Regions from separate parts of the Mus musculus genome. Here region 2 is linked to region 1. A link is a contact called in public promoter capture Hi-C data. All regions are on one chromosome and are shown on one strand. Each heading gives the region's core, a stretch centred on a gene start, on an enhancer-like site or on the middle of the called end of the contact. The rest is flanking DNA. Distances are from core to core; before and after follow the strand shown. Region 1 holds the start of Jade2 (jade family PHD finger 2). Region 2 holds the start of Slc22a5 (solute carrier family 22 (organic cation transporter), member 5).

The links. Promoter capture Hi-C pulls out the DNA fragments that hold promoters and counts their contacts.
Region 2: a promoter capture Hi-C map of liver shows a contact between it and region 1, with 2.8 times the contacts expected there. The contact joins the promoter of Slc22a5 here to the promoter of Jade2 in region 1.

Annotation. Positions count from the first base shown.
Region 1 is chr11:51,856,285-51,859,488 of GRCm38.p6, forward strand. Jade2 (jade family PHD finger 2) reads right to left here and starts at 1,384. Exons shown (of 13, transcript NM_001357588.2): 1 at 1,027-1,384. The coding sequence starts at 1,154. Gm30110 (a long non-coding RNA gene) reads left to right here. Exons shown (of 2, transcript XR_388628.2): 2 at 1-313.
Region 2 is chr11:53,890,177-53,893,279 of GRCm38.p6, forward strand. Slc22a5 (solute carrier family 22 (organic cation transporter), member 5) reads right to left here and starts at 1,527. Exons shown (of 10, transcript NM_011396.3): 1 at 971-1,527. The coding sequence starts at 1,363.

The sequences.
Region 1 (3,204 bases), core at 134-2,633:
GAGTTTTAGTAAGGGCGGAGGGAAGAGGGGGGAGCTGCAGAGTCGTCCCTGAAGCGGGACGCGAACCAGCAGAGTTGGGAGAAGGTAAACAAGGGCCACGCCCCCTGCCGTCGCCCCGCGAGCGCGCACCCGCCGCTCCGGCCGTCGCCGGTACATTTCCACTCTCGCGGTGCCTCTCCCCCACCGGACTCCCGCGCAGCACCGGAGAGCTGCTGTCCACTACCCCAGTATGCACCCTGGCTGCCTGGACTGCGCACCCAGCACTCACCTGGGAACGTTGTCCCCCGCCCCTTAAGAAGAAAAAAAAAAAAAACTAATTTGTGCAATGCCTCTGAACCCAAGAACCGAGCATGCTGCCCCCGCGTGCAGCTCCCTCGTGCACCCAGCCTGGAAAGGGGGCGCAGGGCGGAGGCGGTGGCCCCCGGAAGGTGTCTAGGACTGGACCGGCTGCACGTGAGCCCAGTGCGGGGTCATGTGCATCGGCTCAGCCCGGTTCGGCACCCGGACGTGCTGCGTATCAACAAAATGAAACTCGGGAGACAGAAGGGCAGATAGCTCCAGGTTTCCCGTGCCCCGGTGCCCGCCACTCAGCCTCCCCACCCCGCACCCCGGTAGCGCCGCAGCCCCTCGGGCCGGCCGGAGCCCGCGAGGCAAGTTGCAGCCCCAGCGCCCCCACCCGCCCGCGCCCCCTCGCCGGCCCAGGGGCGCTTTGCCGCAGTCATTAATAAAGAAGGTCGCCAGGCTCACCCTTCCAAAAGTTGTTGCATGCGCCCCTCTCAGCCTCCCCGCACTGTACTCTTTAAAACACGGCTGACCAACATGCGCAATCTCTCTCCCCAGTGCTGTGCGTCCCCCCCCCCCACCCCCCGCGCTGGCTTCCTAGAACAGGCAGCCAGCGAGAGAGGGAGCGAGCGAGCAAGAGAGAGGGAGCGAGGAGCACTGGCAGATCTGTTGAAAAAAAAAAAAAGCCCACAAAATAATGCCGTGGAGATGCGCAGGGCCCATCCGCTGGGGGCTGGCTCTTACCTTGCTCCGCGGTGCCCTCCCGAGGGGCGCTGCCCTCGGCTACGCGCGGCGGCGGGGGCCGGCGCGGGAAGGATGCTCCCGAAGCCAGGAGCTCCTGGGGCCGGCGCGGGAGGGCGGGGGGCGCGCATCCATCCGGGGTCGTGGCGAGGGAGGCGACCGGGCCGCGGCGCCCCCCAAGCCCCGCACCCCTGCTGGGAAGATGGTCAGCCCTCCAGCTCAGAGCTGGTGCCACTAGGAGTGGGCGCAAAGTAACTCCATGGACGCTACTCACCCCCCAAAAAAATAGCCTCCAACTGCGATGGCCGCGGTCGGCACCATTCACCAACCCCCTGTGTATGTTTCTGTTTCTTTTTAAACCAAGACTTCCTTGTGATCTCTTTAGAGGGGGAAAAAATGTGTTGGGGTGGGGGTGGGGTGGGGTGGGGGCGGGCAAGAAGAGAGGGAGGGGGAGTAGCCACTTTTTTCTAATTCACTCGGATCTCCGCTCCCGGCACCCCCCTGTCGTGTTCCCCCCCCCCTTCCCAGTTGTTTGGCTCCGGCGACAGTCCCAGGTAGCGTTGCGGCCCCCCCGGGGGGGTGCCCTACACGGTCACCCGCCCGCCTGCACGCGGGCCCGGACTCCTCGTGGACTCCGGGGCGCCCCCAACCCGCCCTGTCCCCAGGGCCGGGCCCGAGCGCCGGCTGAGCCCGTGCAAGTCCCATCAGGTCGGCTCACACTTCACACACTCACACACATACCCCGCCCCTCCACTCGCTCACTCACACTTTCTGCTCACACCCCGCCCCCTTCGCGCCCCAGACCCAGGCGGAGCCCCCCACAACCTTTAAAAAAAAAAAAAAGCAAGCTTATACTTAAAAAAATCTTTTGGCGCCATATTAATGACGTACTTAAAATTTGCCATTTCTCCCTGCGTCAAAAAGACGTTTCTTTGCAAATAACAGCTTGGAGGCGACACTCGCGGAGGAAACGAGGCTTGCACGGAGTACCCAGCTCGCCCGCCCCACCCCCAGGGACTCTGGTGCTGGAAGACCCTCGCCCTCCGCCCGGTTTCGGAATCACTGGTTTTAAAATCGAAATCGAATAAATCGCGTGGCGTTTTTTGCAGCGCCAGAAGTGAGCAGAAAGTGCTGGCAGGAGTGCAGGGGAGGGGCGCGCAAGGGGCTGGGGGAGGGGGCGCGGTCCTCCTCCCCCACCCACACCAAATGCAAACTAGCATCCTAGGCAGGGAAAGTTGAAATTGTGGGCGACCTCCGGAAGAGAGGGGCTGTCCTTAAGGGGAGGGGGTCCCTTCTTGGGCTTGTTGCCCCCTCCCCCTCGCGGGTGCCTCCTGGCGCCTGGTGCTGCCCTGCATTTCCGGAGGGGGGGTGAGGCGCACTGTGATGGGTGGGTGGCTAGCAGGGTGGCAACATGTCCTAGCCTCAGGAGGAGTTTGCCCCGGGGTACCCCCTTCCTTCTGCCTCGTGCATCTTATAGCCGCAAAGGGTTAAAAACCGAGGGGCAACTTCCCAGGGCTGGTACTTGGCAGAGAAGCGGGGCGCCCCTCTCCCCACCCTCTCGTTCTCGCCCCTCCTCCTCCGACTCCACTTCCCGACTTGACCTTGTGGTGCACAAACAGTGCTCTCCAATCCTCGCAGTTTCTGGAAGAAGAGCCTGCGCTCGCCAGGCGGGCGGGCTGTCGGGCGGCTAGCCGGCAGTGGCGGAGCCTTGGGTCGGTTCCCTGAGCTGCGGGCCACACCCACCCAACCCGCTGTGCCTGGGGAGCTCACCTTCTCTCTAGGAAGGAAAAGGGCAGGCCTCCTGGAGGGGTAGGCACGTGGGGGGCAACCTTTTGCCTCCTGGGAATGCTCCAGCTGGGGAGGTTGGCTAGCTTTGGACTGAGGTTTGGGGAAGCCTGGCCCTGCAACCCTAAGGCATCTCTCATCTCCAGCATCCCTAAGGCATCTCTTCTCACCCTTGCCAATGTATTCTACCCCTTCCAAGATAATCCAATGATTTCCCCCCCAACTCACCTTTGTTTTTGAAGGCAGGTGGATGAGTTTCAAATCCCTTTCCCTTTCCAAGACTGAAGTTTGTTTATTTTTCCTTTCCCCTCCACCCCCAAACCCCCTTGCATGCAAAGATAAATATTCAATTTACATAAGATGACATTTATGTGACAATTAAGAAGATTCCCCGAC
Region 2 (3,103 bases), core at 277-2,776, 2.0 Mb after region 1:
ACAGGTACTCCTAGCTTCTCCCTACTGCTCCTGAAACCATTTCTTGATGTTGGATCTAGACCTAAGGGCTAACTAAACTCACCAAGAAACTATCTCCAACTGGCCAATCCCAATCCCTGATACTCAATGAACCAGTTGCTCAATAGTATCACAGAAGATTCTTCTCATATTCTGCATATTCAATACTGCTGAGCCTCCAGGAAACTACAGTTGGTGCCCAAGTCCCCAAACACATCCACATGCACCATTAAATGGCCTGCCACACCCCCAGCAGAGTGACTGAGAAATGTCAAAGTCACCCAAGAATAAAGTGCAAGGGGATGAGGAATTAGGTTTCCATCGCTTTTCAGAGTAACCTTACATGCCTTACCGAACCTCTCCAGTGATCTTGTCCCAGAATACTGTGGAAAAGACTCCATACCAACAAGTCACCCTGGATAGATCTGCAGACACATGGGTCCTTAAGAAGTAACAATCCATCGCGGGCAAATGGAAAACAGTTTCTCCTGGGGCATGGCAAGCCTTCATTTTGGGATGAGGACAGGTGAGGGAAGAAAGAATAACTCCAGAAAAGGTAGAGAGTTTGGAACACACGTTTCTTTAACTTTAAAAAGTTCTGCAAAGAGTCTTTCCTTTCTGAACAGAGGCTAAAACTGTGGCCTCTTCTCTGGAGCAAGTCTGAATCCGGCCCCTCTGAATCACATCACTACCTCGAGAAAGTCCCACCCCTCAGGGTCTCAGGGCATCTCCTAAGGGGCAGAACCTTCTGGACTCTATCTTCAATGGGACCCTATGGACGGATGGTCTGCCAGACACTTGTCCCCTGAGGGGCGTACTATGGCTAGAAGTCATCTCATAAAATGTTCCTGGGCCACCTGACTGGAGGATGCTCATCAGCCTGTGCGTTGGACGAAGGGCTACAACCGTCGCCGCGATGTCACCAGACCCTGATAGGGGGGCTGTCACCTACCTCTGTCACGATGGTGGACAGGAAGACGTCCTTGTCGTACTCCCAGCCATCCAGGCAGCTCTCCTGCTCCAGCTGCTCCAGGTCCACGTCCCGCCCCGGCTCCAGCCCTAGCTCAGAGAAGTTGGCGATGGTGGCCAGTCGGTAGCGGCGGCATTTCTGAGGCACCTGTCGTCCGTCCTTCGTCTCCAACGGGATACTGTGGTTGCGCCACGCGCTGCTCAGGTTCACGGTGTGAGGCACAAGGCAACGGTGCTCCGGGGTCCCCGCCAGGAACACGATGGACATACCATTGAAGCCATTGGGGATGATGCTGGCGCTGAGCAGGAAGAAGATGAGGCGCTGGAAGGGCCCCCACTCGCCTAGGAAGGCGGTCACCTCGTCGTAGTCCCGCATGCCGTCCTCAGCCTCCCACAGCGCCCGTATGGGAATAAGGGGACACCGTGGCGCGGGAGACGGGGCGCTGAGAGCCTCTGCGTGCAAGGCTCGTGAGTTCCCACCGACGCCTCCGACTCGGCCACCGCCAACTTTACATAGGGCCTGAGGGCGGGGCGGGCTCTGGGCATGGGCCTGGGCCGCAAGGCCCGCCCCGCCGTCCCGGCTCTGAGGCGCGGCGCGGCGCGGCACGGCGGGGGCGGGGCAGGGGCCTGAGTGACGCACAGTGGGCGCCGGCCATCGGCCGCGCGTGCGCCTGAGGCGGAGCCGAGCTAGGACTCAGAACTAGCTGGGCGGTACAGAAGGCGGGGCTGAACCGGGCTTCAGAACTGTCAGCGAGGGAGGGGTGTGGCTTCATTCGACCACGCCTCCATAGTCTCTACGGGGCCCGGGTTGGGTGAACACTTCTAGTTCCGCCCAGACTGGAAGACTGAGGCGGGGCGTCTGTGAGCCACGCCCCTAACAGGTCCGCTCTAGGGGGCGGAATTGGGTCTTTTCAGGACACTTCCTGGAGCAGGTTCCCAGGGTGCCCTTCTCTTGAGGGAAAGGGTGACTTTGAAAAGTTTGTGTCCAAGGCCATCCTGGGAAGACCATTCTGGGTGTTCAATGGAAAGAGGCTTAGAATTTAAGCAGTAAACAGCCCACCTTCTCAAATTTTTGTTGTGGTTGAGAGATATTGTGAACCTCGGAGAGTCTCATTGACAACGACAGCCTTTGTTGCAGTTTTTCCTGGAAAGACTGCCATCTTTTGTGGCTGCGGAGATAGCTCAGCTAGGACTCTCTTTAAGAGTCCAGATTGCTCCTCCAGAGGACCTTGGCTTGCTTCCTAAAAGGCATAGGGCAGCTCACAGGCCCAGTAGGCATGCACTCGGCACATTAGACAAAACAGACTTGCAGGCAAAACACTCATACACATAAAATAAAATAATAGTTATATATATTTACATATAATATATACATATATTAAAAAGGGGTGGATTTTGAGACTGGTGATGAGAAAGGTGGCAATGAATTTTAATTCCCAGACTATTATGTTCTTAAATTATTTTGTTGTCTTTTGATTTAAGAAATAGTAAAATTTTGACTTCAAGATTAAGGATCTTAGTGTAGGATTAATCTCTCAGATTTGTAATTTTTACAATTAATGCAGGAGCCAACTTGTTAAAAAACCAAAACAAAAACTTACCAGAGTTTGTGGCAAAGGACCTTAATCAAGTCTGGTCTTTATAGCCAGTTCCAGGTTCTCAAATAAACAACAACAACAAACTTTACCATGAAACCCATTATTTTGTCCTAGTAATATATTCTAAAAACCAACAACACCCAAAAACAAAACAAAAAACAAAAAACCGACCAGCAACTGTATGATTCTGAAGCAACACTGTCTAATAAAATAAGAAGTTACCCTTATAATTTTATCTATATTTATTTTTTTGAGATGAGTTTTGCTATATTGCCCTGGCTTGCTCAGTAGCTTTGACCTCAACTGACCAACCGTGCTCCTCAGCATTGCGGTGGAACAGGCAAACATTGTAACTACAATTGCTTTAGTAGCTGTTAGTAACTTTTCTGGTTACAGAGACAAAGCAACTTAAGCGGAAAGGGTTTGTTCGGCTCAGTAGTCAGAGGGTGGAGTCAGTCACTCCCGGAAGGCTGGGTGGCAGGAGTCTGCTTGTCACAGTCGCCTCATTCAGGAAGCCA